Regions from separate parts of the Rattus norvegicus genome. Here region 2 is linked to region 1. The links are chromatin contacts, called in public Hi-C maps. All regions are on one chromosome and are shown on one strand. The core of a region is the stretch at or near the end of the contact, and the rest is flanking DNA. Distances in the headings are between cores, read along the strand shown.

The links. A called contact is a pair of places that touch in the nucleus more often than the background predicts.
Region 2: a contact with region 1 is called in a Hi-C map of Schwann cells, with 4 times the contacts expected there. The contact joins the promoter of Vcl here to the enhancer-like site in region 1. A contact is called at or near these places in 9 of 12 Hi-C or Micro-C datasets (the A7r5 cell line, Schwann cells, frontal cortex and 5 more) and 1 of 1 datasets of contacts at active chromatin or transcription factors (oligodendrocytes).

What each region holds. Positions count from the first base shown.
Region 1 is chr15:3,346,800-3,354,223 of GRCr8, reverse strand. It overlaps Vcl (vinculin), which reads left to right. Exons shown (of 21, transcript NM_001107248.1): 7 at 2,769-2,859; 8 at 3,520-3,667. Among named protein-coding and RNA genes, the nearest start is that of Vcl, 54 kb to the left of the region's middle. Within about 2 kb of position 4,698, at least 18 of the 93 cell types and tissues checked have an H3K27ac peak or open chromatin away from gene starts, as enhancers often do. A contact at or near this core is called in Schwann cells, where this site is marked.
Region 2 is chr15:3,401,024-3,408,447 of GRCr8, reverse strand. It overlaps Vcl (vinculin), which reads left to right and starts at 3,648. Exons shown (of 21, transcript NM_001107248.1): 1 at 3,648-3,903. The coding sequence starts at 3,736.

The DNA of each region.
Region 1 (7,424 bases), core at 3,449-5,948:
CTCCAGTGCCAGGGGATCTGATGCCCTCTTCTGGCCTTCATAGGCACCAGACATGCACTCACTGCACAAACATACGTGCAGGGAAAACAGCCAAATACATTAAAAAAAAATTGCAGCCTCCTTCCATAGTTGCCCTTGGTTCAGTGTAGGGGAAACAAGCATCTGCTAATTTTAATTTCCCGGGGTTGTCAGATCTACTCAGAAGAAAATTACCCTCTTCCTGGGAATCACAGTCTTTCTTCATCATGAAGGGCCGCTGAGTTTACTGGAGAGAAACGATGATGTTCGAGGATGCTGATTAGAGCAAAGCTTGTCTTTGCATTGTGTTTCAAACCATTTCGGGACATGGGAGAATAAAAGCAGCCGCTTGTGTTAGCGCACATTGTACATTTGAGTTGGGGCTTCTCTCTAGAGAAGTGTTAGCCAGAGCCCGGACTGACAAGGTGGAGTTGTGCTGACTGGTCCAAAAGTTTGTGGCAACTTTCTTTGGGAAAAAAGAAAAAACATTGAGTTTCATGTGATATAAAATAAGAGGTTGGATTCAGCAAGCTTAAGGTCAAACGGTCCTAAGTCCTTGTTTCTTAATTTGTAAGACAAAATTACATTTCAACTTGAGATTCAATGAAGTAATCGAAGGAGAAACTGGCTAAGATAGCATCTACCGTGTAGGAAATCGAATTTGCCTGCCTAACTGGTAGCCATTACTGCTAGATAAGTGCTAAAATACTTAGATTTCGAAATGTAGGTGTTTATTAGCTTTCTCACCCAAAATAAACATATTACAGAGAGGTTTATTAACAGAGTTTTAAATTTCACTTTGACACAATGTCTCTTTTCCAAGGTTATGGAAATGTTATTATAAACAACTCCACACCTAGACAAATTGTAAACCCTTGTAACTTATGGTAGGTAAATACTGAAAGCTATCCAGTGTTTTGAAGTTAGGAGTTACCCGAGAGCCTTAAAAAGATATCCATTTAGGCCTTTCTCATTTGGAATTCAGTTCTGGGGCAAGTTTTGCTATATAAATCCTTGTACAGCCCAGCAGCAAAGTGGAGGAAAGAAACAGATTTAAACAGTATGGACAAGTCACCTGAAGACCCTGTTCTCCGGGTTTACTAGCTGTAAGCCGGCTGTGGACTGGATTTGCCTGATGTGGCCTAAAATTGGCAGCTGTCACAGTCCCATATAACTTAGTACCCCTACCCCACCACCCAGTAGCCTAGCTGACCTTTTTGTTGCTGTGACCGAGAATAAAGTTAGGATGAGAGCGCACTCTCTATTTTTTTAGATGAGAGAAAAAGAAGTCCGAAAGCAGAGAGTCTATCATTTGAGTAGGTATTTCGGGGTTTTCAGCCCTGTGAATGTTGCCTGTTCTTTTTGTGTTACAGTGGTGGTCTTTGGCTTGGAAGTAGGGATGTGCTTTGTGCCCCCTTGTGGAAGCTTGGTGGTACAACCCCTGCAGGACTGGAAATTGAAGAATGTTTAGGGATGAGGCGTACCTAGAATTTAAAGAGGTTAACATTATGCTTTGATGGGTTGACTCTCTGGGAGTCAGTCCTCTGGTGCAAAAAAGGAGAAAGATTGTTTTTTAAGATGTTAGTAGAGATGGCCAATCGAGGGCCAGATGTAGCACACATCTTCCATCCCAGAAGTTGTGAGGCAGAAGCAGAGGCAGAGGCAGGCAGATCACTGCGAAGCAGCCTCGTCTCTGTGATGAGTTCCAGGGAACTAGGGCTATGCAGTTATACCCCTGTGGGTGGGGAGAACGGGGTGGAAATGCAGAGACGGACAGACAGACGGGGGTGGGGGGAATCTCCCAATTATAAGATTGGCTCATGGAACTTTGTTTCATTGTCATTTGTTTTTTATGTGTTATAAGTTAAGCTGGGAGTCATGGCGCATACCTTTAATCAGACAGTTTTTGTGTTGACAAGGGCAGCCTGGTTGACGTAGCAAGTTTGTCTATCCAGAGCTACATAAAGGGAACCTGTCTTAAAATTTTCTTTCTCTTAATTGGTCATTTTCTGGTGACATCCCAGCAGATTCTGTTGGTTTTATTCCTATCATCATGAGTCCTGGTTATAATCGATAAACTGAGATCCATTTATCTGGGTGGCGAGGGATCAAAAGATGACAAGTGAGGGCAGCAGGGAAGGTCAGCAGTGCGCTTTCTTCCTGTAAAACTTTCAGAGGTTTATTTTGAGAACCAAAACAAAATGGTTCATTAATTCTGTCTTACTTATTTTTCCCAATGAGTAGCTCCAAGTTTTTTGACTTATGAAATATAATGAATTGCCATCCAGTGTTTGCGTGTGTGCATTTCATAAAGAGAAACGAGAACTGTGCTTGGTGGCTCCACGTACTAATAAGGCTCACCTAGAGCAGGGGGGGCTCCCGCAAGGCCTGGATGCTGACATGACACAAGGGCTCCCACCGGGTCTGGACCAGTGGGAGCGCTGACAACGAAGCATGAGGCTGCAGGGCTTTTTCCTGCTGACGACATTAGACATTTTTTGGCTTGTGCAGTTTTTTAAGCTTTTGCAATTTTAGCAATGGAGACACCAGGAGGCAGAATAGAATTAATTGAAGATTTGCATGCAACATGTTGCATTTTGACAGACACTAGACTTGTGGTGTGGTGAGATTATTTAAGGCTGTTGCAGGACTACCTGAGCTGTCGTGTGTTAGTGCTGTAACTTCTTCTCTGTAAAACCTGAGAGACCATGATACAGAACAGACAAAAACTGTGCATTTCTTTTCCGAAGGACACTGAAGCCATGAAGAGAGCGCTGGCCTCCATAGACTCGAAACTGAACCAGGCCAAAGGTTGGCTCCGTGACCCCAACGCTTCCCCAGGTAACTCTGCAGTCCTTTTCGGAACAATAAGCAGTTAAAATCCATAGTCTCCCCATCCTGAGTAATTGAGCATCCTGCCTTAGTTCTGAGAAATTAAAACATGCCTGGCCTTGAAGGACAAAGGCCCAGAACTTGTCTCATCTCTCAGTGTGAGTAAATAGACTGAGCTGAGCTGCTCTTTGAAAAGTTACTGCTTCACCGTTTAACAACTCCCTGAAGCAGGCAGGTTGCTATTCTGAGTAAATACCTCTCTTGGTTCCCGTTGGGCGTGCTACTACCATTTACGTCAGCAAAGTATTTAGTTAAGTAGATCGTACAGTGGTGTTCAGAATGTCGGATGTAAAGCTGCATATGTAAAGATGAGACCCAGCCAGGTCTTTGGCTATATGGCTTAGATGGAGCACACGTGAAAGGCCTAGTGGAAGTTGGAGGGCCTAAGTCCTGTTGAATTAGGACACCATTTCTCCTCGCCCTGGTACTCATGGCAAAGCCACTGCATATCTCCCTTCACAGGGTGGAGCCTCACCTTGTGGCTGTGAGGCAGGGTATGGCTGTAGCTGTCAGGTTACGTATTCCTTCATGAATGGAATGACTTGTGAGGGGATCTCTCTGGATAACTGATGTCCCACAGTGTAGGTACTGACTATCTCATGGTTTTAGGGGACGCCGGTGAGCAGGCCATCAGGCAGATCTTGGACGAAGCTGGAAAAGTTGGTGAACTTTGTGCAGGCAAGGAACGCAGGGAGATCCTAGGAACCTGCAAGATGCTAGGGCAGATGACTGACCAAGTGGCTGACCTCCGAGCCAGGTAAGGCTCTGCTTTCCTCAAACCAGCACCGGGCACTTACTCCCCACGAGGTGATTCAGAGCGCAGGTCGTCGCCAATTTTACTGAATTCTCTTTTGCTAATAATAGAGCTTTAAGACATTCCAAGTCTAATAAAGTTAGAGTCTATTCTAGAATTGATTTTTGTTTTTGTTGTTGTTGTTGTTGTTGTTGTTGTTTTAAGAAAGGGGCAGACTTGGGTTGGGGATTTAGCTCAGTGATAGAGCGCTTGCCTAGGAAGCGCAAGGCCCTGGGTTCAGTCTCCAGCTCCGGGGGGGGGGGGGGGGGGGAAGAAAGGGGCAGACTTGAACTCTGACCAAGTTAGTTATCTTTTTTTTGGAGCTGGGGACCGAACCCAGGACCTTGCGGTTGCTAGGCAAGTGCTCTACCACTGAGCCAAATCCCCAACCCCGTTAGTTATCTTTTATAAAGAATGGATGCATAGATGAAAAACTTTGGTAGGGCTTGAGATGTAGTCCAGTTGAGAAAATGCTTGCTAGTGTGTATGCAGCTTTGGACTTAGTTCCTGGAACCCATTAACCAGCAGGAGCGGGTGCCTCCGATCCCTAGAACACAGGAGGTGAGGCAGGAGGACAGATTTCAGTGTCATCCTCAGCTAGCTGTTGAGTTGAAGGCCCGAGCTACATAAGTAGCAAGATTTTTATATATAACTCCTGGTGGTGAGTTCCTGCTGCCTGCCCCTAAATGTTTTCTGTTCCAAATGAACATCACACACTCAGCCTTTTTTCCCCCCCAGAGCTGAGAACTGAACCCAGGGCCTTGTGCTTGCTAGGCAAGCGCTCTACCACTGAGCTAAATCCCCAACCCCTACACTCAGCCTTTTTATCTGTTGATATGCCTTAAACAGTGCAACAGCCGGGCCACTTTCTAACACCACATGGTTAAACCGCCTCCCTCCGCCCGAGTTATCACTTACTAAGTTCTATAGTCTACCAGAGGGCTGCCTATCTGGGCCGCACTCCCCTGGCTCCTTCACGTGGCGGTCATGCCTCCCTCTCCTCCACTCTTGTCAGGCCCGGCATCTCTCCTCCCCTTCTTATTCTCCCAGCATGGTGGATCACCCTGCTTCTTCCTCCTTCCTCTCTTTTCCAAGACCGGAAGTCCTAAAAGCCCCACCTTTGTCTGCCCTGTCCAGCCATTGGCTGCCAGCATCTTTATTTCCCAATCAGAACCAACTCGGGGGGTGGGGGTTGGGGTGGAGGTTGGGGGGGGGTGAGGGTCGGGGGGGAGGGCAGGGTCCCTCAGTATCTGTGTTACACTTCTGTAACCAGTTTGGACACCAAAATTAACATCATAATACAAGCAGCTTTAGGCCAAACCCACTACAACATGAGATACTGTCTTTTTTATTTTGTGGTAACATCTATTTTTTAAATTGTTATTATTTTATTATTATTCTTGTGTGTACACCTGAGCCATCTCACAGGCCTTATGATCTGTTTTAACCTTCCTTTTCCCCTTCTCAAATCTTTGTTTTCAGAACACCTATCCCTAAATAAGTACACTTAGTTTGCTATTGAAAAAAAAAAACTCAGTATAAAGTAGATTAAAAAATACTCATCTATGGAGTTAGTGCATGTATTTGTAGACTTGGAGAGGACTGAATTGTGCGGAAGTCCCTAGAGCAGATGAGATTTACTTTTGCTTTGAGACTGTTCTGAAACTCCTTGATCACTGGGGTACATAGCACACTGTATACTACAGGGCCCAGAAACAAACCTGAGCTACGGGATCCAAAGTTATGTACCCAGCCTAACTGTAGCCTATATACGTACTCCTTTTGGTTCACATGAAACTTCTATTCTCACGAAACCGTTCATCTCTGCCTAAAGCAAGGCGGGCGCCTAGATAATATCAGGGACTCCTCTGTGGGGTTGTGGTAGTGTCGTATCCATAGAAGCCCCGTGGCTGTGGCTTTCGGGGTGCCTGTCCTTGGCAGAGAGAACAGCTTTGTGCAGTGTCCTGGGTCTCACGGAGTCTGTTCCCTACGAGAAGCAGCCTTCCTTGTCTGAGGCACCGTAAGAACTTTTCGGAAGGGACAAAAAAAGTTTTGTTCCCATTTGGAAAAATGCCAGTGCAGTTTGAGAAGATTCTTGGCTCTTCTGATTTTCTCATTGTTGGCTCTTTGGTTCTGCATCCCTTTCACAGTGTGGCAGGCAATTTTCATTTGGAATTCTCAAAAACACAGCTGTGAATCTAAGCAAAAGAAGGAGGTAGTTGTCTGGGAGAGACCATTAATCTGTTAAGAAAACGCTAGAACGGGGATGAGTGACTGGTCCTGTCCCACATTGGAGCCTGCACTGTCCTTTCATGATAAAAGATGAGAAAGCTGTCTTCCATTGTTTGTGTTTTTTTAAAATGTACGAGGCCAGTTATTTTACCATTTTGATGGCTGAAGCACAGTAACACTTCTTCATTGGTATTCAAGCTGCTGGGTTTTATGAATACATTTTTAACCCTGTAAGACTCCGTACATTTTTTTGTTGTTGTTGTTTTTTTTTTCTTTTCTTTTTTTCAGAGCTGGGGACTGAACCCAGGGCCTTGCGCTTGCTAGGCAAGTGCTCTACCACTGAGTTAAATGCCCAACCCCTTTTTTTGTTGTTCTTTTTTGTTTTGTTTAGATTGGTTTTTTGAGAACAGGGTTTCTCTGTGTAGCCCTGGATGTCCTGGAACATGCTTTGTAGACCAGACTGGCCTCAAACTCACTGAGTTCTGCCTGCCTCTGCCTCCTGAGTGGCAGGATCAAAGTCGTGCACCACCACTGCCTTGCTGGCCTCAATAAACTTTTTAGTTTGAATTTGGCTCATATATATTTTTATGTTTTCACAGTTAGATTCATATAGGAGAAATATTCGTCATGATTAATTCAAAGAAACTGGCAGTGAGTGTTTCCCGTCTTCCTTCCTTTTCTAGTTAGCGAGCAGGGAGGCTTCCGTGTGAGGCCCGGCAGTGTGCTTTTGGGACTCATTGCCTACGGCGTGGTATAGACGGGTTCTAAAAAGATGGCAGAAGGGGCGGGTACACATTGCTTAGTCAGTAAGGCACGTGCCAAGTAAGCGTGACGGTCTTTAGAGTCTGTTACCAAAGTCAGACCTCATGACCCTCTGGGGTCCATAATTCCAGTCCAATGAGGTAGAGACAGTTCTATTCCCGGGCTTCACTGTTCAGCCAGCCTTAGTCGAATCAGCAAGTTGACTCCCAAGAGACCCAGTCTCATTAGACAGGGAGGATGACAGCTGAGAACAGCACCCATACCCTGGCATAGACACACAGACACAAGCATGCACATGTACACATACGTGCAGAAAAAAATACACATGGGGCTCAGTGCCCACGCACGCTTCAGCTGTCGGTAGCTCTAGTTCCAGAAGATTCGATGCCCTCGCAGGCACTGCACACACACAGTGCACACACATAGTGCACACACAGTGCACAGACACACACAGCGAATGGCAAATGCCATCTCAAAATTTTTTTTTAAAGATGGGTAATAATTAGATTCATTTTACTGTTAAGGGAAACAAGGATGTATTGGAGTTTATCCTAAACTTAGAAGCTCAGATTCAATTATGCCATTCTGTAAAAAGGAAGAAATTGTCACACCCTTGATTGAATTACTAGTCCAGCTGAAAGTAATCCGAGTTTGTAAAAAGATGGCAAGTCTCACTTTCTGGCCTGGGCATCCAGTCTCTGCTAAGCCCTGTCTTTTATTGCGTGGC
Region 2 (7,424 bases), core at 2,399-4,898, 55 kb before region 1:
CTCATAATTCTCACGGACTTCAAAGGACAGAAAGCTCCTTATGCCACAGAGATGTATATATAAGTAATTCTGCCATCACAACTGTTCCTAATCATGTATAACTTAAAACTGGTGAACTTTAGCATGTCCCACAGTGTTCCCATCATTAGTGGTCTCCAGTCTAATCATGTAGTAGAGGGTAAGTTGAGCCAGCCACAATTAAGAGCAGATGCTGCACAGCTTCAGTGTCTGAAGGTTATAATCTTGTGGAAACTTACTTTTGCATCTTATCTCTGAGCTGCGTGAATTCACTTCAGTCTGACTAACTTAAGCACTGACCTGGAATATGGGCCTCCTTCAGACTTGCTCATTCTGGAATGTCTGCTCTGCCGCCTGCCTAAGCAAACATTGTTCATTCCACTGCCTCACAGACTTCTTCTTATCCGTAGGTCCTTGGCCATCTCCTATCTGGAATTTGAGTAGCATACAGTCTCTAAGACGAGCTATGGGAAACTGCTTTATTCTTGGGGGATGGAAGGTATTTTAGAATTTTGTTCACAGTATTTATAAAAAATAGAAAGCTTTTTGTAGAAATGTTGTGACAAAACTCTCAAAGAAAGACACCATCAGGACGTTTTGGGGTCTGTGAACATTATGCGTATTTGCCATTGCTCCAGTAATGACAGTGGCTCTCTTTTCCTGGACTTTCTGTTGTTTGTTTTAGCAGCACCTTATGTTCCCCGGCTGGCCTTGAACTCACTATATTGTAGAAGATGACCCTGAATTTCGAATCCTTCTGCTGCCATCTCCAGCATTCTAGGGTTACAAGTGTGGACCACCATCTTGGCTCATGTGGTATTCTAGGTCAAACTCAGCATCTCATGTATGCTAGGGAGGCCTGCCGCCAACTGAGACTTGTCCTCAGCTCTCCTGGACTCTATACACATTCTTTTACTGATTCTTACATAAAGCCTACGAAGGAAAGCTACTTATGAGATTTGCGTCTTGGTCAAACTGTAAAGCTAGGGTTAGCTTGAAGAGCCATGATTCTGACTTTTTGTTCTTTGCATTTTATATTAGTTTTGACGAATTTCCATAAGGAGGGGTGTATTTCTTGGGAGCTATTGACTCACAGAGACCCGTCGGCTTCTACCTCCTAAGTGCTGGGATCAAAGGTGTGCACCGTCACCACCAGGCTCACTCTTGACTTATTAAAGAGTCAGTAGTGGTCAGACCATTACCACCTATGCAACTCAGCTTGACTATTTGGTATGCAAACAGGGCAGTTGCACTGGCGCCTGCATTCCTCCAGAAGCACATCGTGCCAGTGCTTGCTGTCTTTATGGTAAATATTGTCTTCTAGTCTGTCATATAGAAAAAGGATTCAATGACACAACTGAGCCTTCTGTCATGAGTCTTGGAGAGGTTTTCAGCTGCTGGTTCCCCTGTTCTTTGGGCCCTGCGGAGTCTCCATTTCCCTGCTTTGGCTCAGTCATCACTGCCATCTTTCCTACCTTGGCCTAAGTTCAGGGTGTACTCCCTCCAGTGTCTAGAGATGAAGTACGATAGTAGCTATTGGGAAACGGTAGCAAGGCCACAGCGCGTTTGAAGACGGAGCCGATGGGTGTAAATTATTTTTGAAGGTCACTCATTTGCTATGGGCTTAAGGAAGGAGGTCCATGGGTATGAGAAATGCCTGTCTTGGATTCTTCCCAGCAGCTAAGAGAAGAATTATTAAGTTAGTGGAGTAGAGGGGTTCCCAAGTTCTGGGAAGGTTTGTAGTTAAACTGAAGATCCCTGTCTAGGAGATAGGTCGTTGAGTAATAAGTAAAACAATGACGAACTGAGAGACTCCGGACAAGAGAAGCCTGATGTTGAATGACCCAGGATTTCTTATCAAAAGTCAGATAGAAACGAGCTCCCTCCGGTACAGAATGTACTTGTTTCAGTAGGAGACAGAGACTCTTCAAGTATGGATGAGCCTTCGTGCATTCTTGTGCATTTCCCCAAACTTCCCGGGTTAATTATTACGGTGGTTTTGTTTGTTTTGTTTTTGAGTCAGGGTCTCAAGCAGCCCAGACTTTCTAGGTAGCTGAGGAAGACCTTGAACATCTTCTCATCCTCCTGCCTCCATTTCCTGGGTGACAAGAGTATAGGTGTGCACCAACACCATGTCTTGTTTACGTGGTGCTAGAGACTGACCCAAAGCTTTGTGTATGGTAGACAAGTACTCTTCACCAACTGAGCTCATCCCCAAATCAAGAGGAAGGTCAAGGCTTGGCGGCAACATACTCAGCAGAAACAGGAGTGTATACAGCTAGACAAACATAACTTTAAAAGTCGGGTAAGACAACGTGTGACTTGGCCTTCTGCAAAAAGTGAGATCCTGAGAAACATTTTTCTTTGACTTGAGGATCTTTCATTTGAAGGCATTAATGAGTGTGTTTCATCTCAGAATGAGGAAGCTTGGGCAAGAGAGTTTGAGGTTAGGTAGACATGCAGATGTCTCAAATGTGGTGAGGGGATTGGGCAATTTGGCCCTACTTACCCGCTTGTGAAAAGGACACCTTTGAATTTTCGTTTCACTTTTTTTTTTTTTTTGAGATGGGGGTCTTGTCATGTTGCTCAGACTGGCTTGGAACTCCTTCCTCAAATGATCCTTCCAACCCTGCCTCTGGAGTCCTGCTTAACTACAGATAGATAGATGTTCATCACAATCCACAAACGGACTGACACCCTTCCCCCCTCCTCCAGGCTGGCCTCAAACTTTCTCCGTAGCTGAGTGTGACCTTAAACCCCTGATCCATCTCCCTAGTGCTGGTGGTATACTGGCCCACTCTGTCAAGTCTGATTTAGTGCTGGGAATCAAACCTAAGGGCTTCTTACACGCTAGGCAAACACTTTAGCAACAGAACCAAACCTAAACTGATTTGCAAGAATGAGATACCGGTCACTAAAACAGAACGTGGCAGACTTACTATTCACCAAAAGTGAAAGATTACCAGGTAGTTTTCATTACATCCCTATTTATTTAGAAAACATATTTGCAAGTGGTCGTGTACAGAGATCTAGAAAGTGCCACACCAAAACTTAACCGTGACGGCAGATAGTGTAAATCAGTGGGCACTCACCTTTCTTGGTGTGTTTTTGTTGTTTGGGTCTTTTTACGTTCTCGTAAATTACTGGGAGGTGACGGAACAGTGTTTTGACTGCGTTCGGTGACGGTAAAAGGGGAGCACCCTGCGGGGAGACCGGGGGAAGCCTGGGTCTCCCCGCATCCGCACAGCCTGAGGTGAGGATGTCCCGCCCTACTGAGGTGATCCTGCGGAGGGGCGGAGCTCCGCCACTCTGAGGCGGGAGGCGGCCCCTGGGGGCGTGGCCAGTCCAGTACAGTCGCACGCTCCGCTCCCACTATGCCCTTATAAGGAGCGCCCCGCGAGAGGGTTCGGGAATCCGGTCGCAATCCCTGCGGCGCAGCCCCAATCCCAGGCCCCTCCCTTGGGAATGGGGGCGGGGCGGCGCGGCCTTGGGGGCGGAGCTTCTCGAAGGAAGACTAATAGAAGCCGCAGTCGGGCTCTGAGCGGCGTTGCTATTGGGCGCGGCGACGTGAGAGGGCGGGGCGCCTGTGGGACTGGTTACGCTGAGGGAAGCCCGGACTCTAGTCGCCGCTCCGAGTCAGTCTCTCGCCGCCGGCTCCCGGCCCTACGGTTCCCGGTTTTCTGTTGCCTGCGGTTCGCCGCCCCGCCAGCCGCCGCGATGCCGGTGTTTCACACGCGCACGATCGAGAGCATCCTGGAGCCGGTGGCGCAGCAGATCTCTCACCTGGTGATTATGCACGAGGAGGGCGAGGTGGACGGCAAAGCCATTCCTGACCTCACCGCGCCCGTGGCCGCTGTGCAGGCGGCCGTCAGCAACCTCGTCCGGGTGAGCGCGCCGGGCCTGGGACTGGAGCGCGGGCGGGAGACGTCCCCAGGGTCCCGGTCCTCCTCGCTGCTTGCATTCGCAGGCGCTTGGAGTGCTGGGTGGGCTTCAGGGCAGGTGCCGTGGTTTCGAATGCCGGTTTCTCTGGGCTGTGACCTTGAGCAAGCCACTGAGTCTGTCGGGGGCCTCAGTTTCTTCATCTATAAAATGGGGGCACCCGTGAGAAATCCTGCTTTGGGGCTGTGCTGTAAAGAGTCAGCGAGGTTTTAGTTGTAAAGTGCCTAGCGTGTGTGCGCCCGTAGTAGGCGCCGAAGAAGTGATAGTTGTTAGGTTGTCTCACGGTCCCTCCCCTGGGCAGGCTCGCGTCCCTCCCGTTGACTACCTTGCTCTTAGCTCCTTTTTAGGCCTCTCCTGTCCAGCCTGTGGGTGGGTTCTCTTACGGGCTCTCTGCCTTTACTTCTAAGGATTCTTATTTGCACCCGGCTGCTCGCCTTTCTAACACTTGTGTCCCCCGAGACCCACCTGCCCAGCCCTCCCCAGGGATCCTGGTGTCTGTTGCTTTCCTTCTCTTTGGCTTCCTTCTCTTTCTGTCGCTGCCTCCTTTCCTTCGGGGCATTTTGCTCACACCTCCGGGACTCTTAACACCTTTATGCAGTAATTCATAACCAGGAGCCCTGCTTTACTTCTGCCTGACCCCATAGTCATTCATTTTATTCCTTCTGTGAAGCCTTTCACCCAGCTTTACCTACTGTCAAATGGCTTTCTTCCCGCTGGGGCCTTTCCAGATTCGGGGGGCCTCTCCTCTGCCCCTCCTTCTGGCAGGAAGCAAGATGGAGCTGCCGAGAGGCCTGTGGACTCTAGGATCTGCAGCCCCTGCCTGAGGGGAAGGCTGGGGCTTCCTTTCCTAGACTACACTTAACTGCCTGCCGCAGGCTCTCCACTGATCTCCACTTCTGAAAAGGGAGGGGGGAGAGAGAGAGAGAGAGAGAGAGAGAGAGAGAGAGAGAGAGAGAGAGACTGACTAGTCCCATAACTGTACCCTGGCTAATGTCACACTTGCCCGAGACTGGGTATGACTCAGACTGCTGCTGTTGCCTGTGAAGAACTACTCAGGAAAAAGTTCATACTGCTTCCTAACCAAGTAAATGGTGTGTCAGGGTAGTTGATAGGTAACTGTCAGTCGGGTGGGGCTTGTGCTATTTATCTGATTATAGGACTTTAGAGCACGCAAGGTCTTCCTGGGCCTTTAGGGTCCCGGGACTGTCTCAAGCATTTTAGGAGACTGGTATCGAGAAAGCTGGGGTGGGGGAGGGGAAAGGGGGCGGGACTAGGGACAGAAATTTCTGTTCTTCTATACTGATTAAGTAAGAAACTGTTGAGTGGGAGCGGTGTACTCATTCAGACTGTCTATCTCGTTCTCCTTCTCTGTGTAGCTAATTTTAATCTCAGATCCCAGAGTGCATTCTTATGTAGTGTTGTCTGACATGGCCGCATTCCAGGCCTCTGGTTTTTCAACAAATGGGAAACAATGTAAAGAGACAAGGTAATGGTGTCTTTCCGTGTAGTACTTGAGGAAATGAAATCTTAAAACCACATGTTGCACTTGGAACACAGCTGGTGTAGTCAAGGGGTTGGTTGATATCTGGTTAGGCTATTTAGAGGAAAGTTATTTATGAGCTTCCGTGCCATGAATTAATAAGCACTGAATATGTGCTGTAGAAAGAGCAGGCTGATAAATCAGTGGCCTCAGGGGGTGCGTGGGAATCACTAGTGGGGCTTTGTAGATAGGACTCTTTCCAGTTCCCATCCCAGACTTACTGAAGGCTCTCCAGGAGTAAAGGTTTTGTTTTTAAAAGTAGATCCACAGGTGGTTATGATGGTCATATTCAGGAGACATACAAAAGAAACAAGGGCAGATATCAGATGAAAAAAAAAACCATGTAGTCATATACGTCCTAACACCTATAAAAGGTATTTGAAGTTGGAGAGGATTGGGCAGATGAACAGTCATAAATAAAGGTGTTACCAGGTTTCACTAAGTGGATTGTCTTGATTGCAGGTCGGGAAGTGAGATTGGACTCGAGGCCAGTGAATGGCATACGGGTTGTTTAGCAGAAGGTCTTATTCCACAAGATGCACAAATTGGGAGGGTGAAGGGGAGAGTGTTGTGTGAGGAGGAACATATGGATTCTAGGGAGGCCAGAGGACCCATCAACCCATCAATTCTTACTATCAACTGTTTTTCATAATGTCTGGGTTCTGCACACTTCTCAAGTTCCTAACTCCTGTCAGGAACACACAATGCAAGTGAAACCTTTTTTGCTCTTCCCCAGTTCCAGTCTTCAGTGTTGGCACACAGATGGCTCAATAAAAAGAGGGTTAAAGGAAGAGGAACCATGTGAGGAGTTAGGCTAGCGGGCCCATAAAGGCTTGAGGCCTATGCTTCAGATACTGCATGAAGAGTAGAAAGGAATTAACTTTAAAAGCAGTAGAGAAATAATAGTAACTGGGTAGTAAAATTCTAGGGTTGCAAAACTCATGCTCTTTCTCTAATATAATGAAGTTAAGTCTTGAGCAAATATTTCAGAGTCCATATAATCAGAATGTTTCAGATTACTTTAGGAGGTTGTATCTTGGTTCCAGTGCTTCTCTTGGAATTACTCTTAGATGATTTATATATGTATGCCAAATTAGTCTTTGGTCAAGAAAATGTTTATTTTGAGTGAAATTAAACCATCTACTTGGCATAGCATCTGTGGTCTAAGACTTGGCTTCTTAAACTATTTCTACTTGTGACTCCTTTTGGCTTGAGAAATTTTTACTCAGCCTTATTTATATAGATATATAAAATAGGCATATAAAGCAAACAGTTATCAATAAATTATAAGTTTATTTTAAAAGATTTCTTTGGTATAGATAGAATTTTACCATTAATAGAAGATGCAAGTCAATTTGCCTAGTATAACGAGGTAGATGTGCTTGTTTATTTGTGTGTCGAGAATTAACTCTTGGCTGGATACTCGGTACTTCAGCAATACAGAGCGTCTTCAGTGTTTTTCAGAGTCGATGTGTATTTTGATTTTATAGCAGTTCTGAGAACTTAGCTTCACATAAATATGTAGTGCCAAGTGGCAGAACTGTGTATGAGGGCCATTTCAGAAATTGTTGGAAGTCCTGTCCTTCTCCCAAGCCAAAAATCCCATGGAATGATTTTCTTTTTTTGTGCAACTTGTCAGCAACTTAGCATTTTAAAAAACTCAATCATCTGAATATAATCAATCTAAGGACATTCTAACTTGATACTTACATGCTTGGGAATGATGATAAGAAAATATTACATGTCTTCGTTTTCCTCTAATTAAATAGACGTGTAAGAAACTTTGTGTGCACAGTAAAGACACTGCAGTTTATCACTGATGGCAGTTCTGAATCTGAGTGGCGGTGTTTCAGGTAAGGCCATGCACAGCGCAAATGCATGTCATGTGTTTAGGTCCAAAGCTGTGAAGTTGCTCCATGCAGCATGG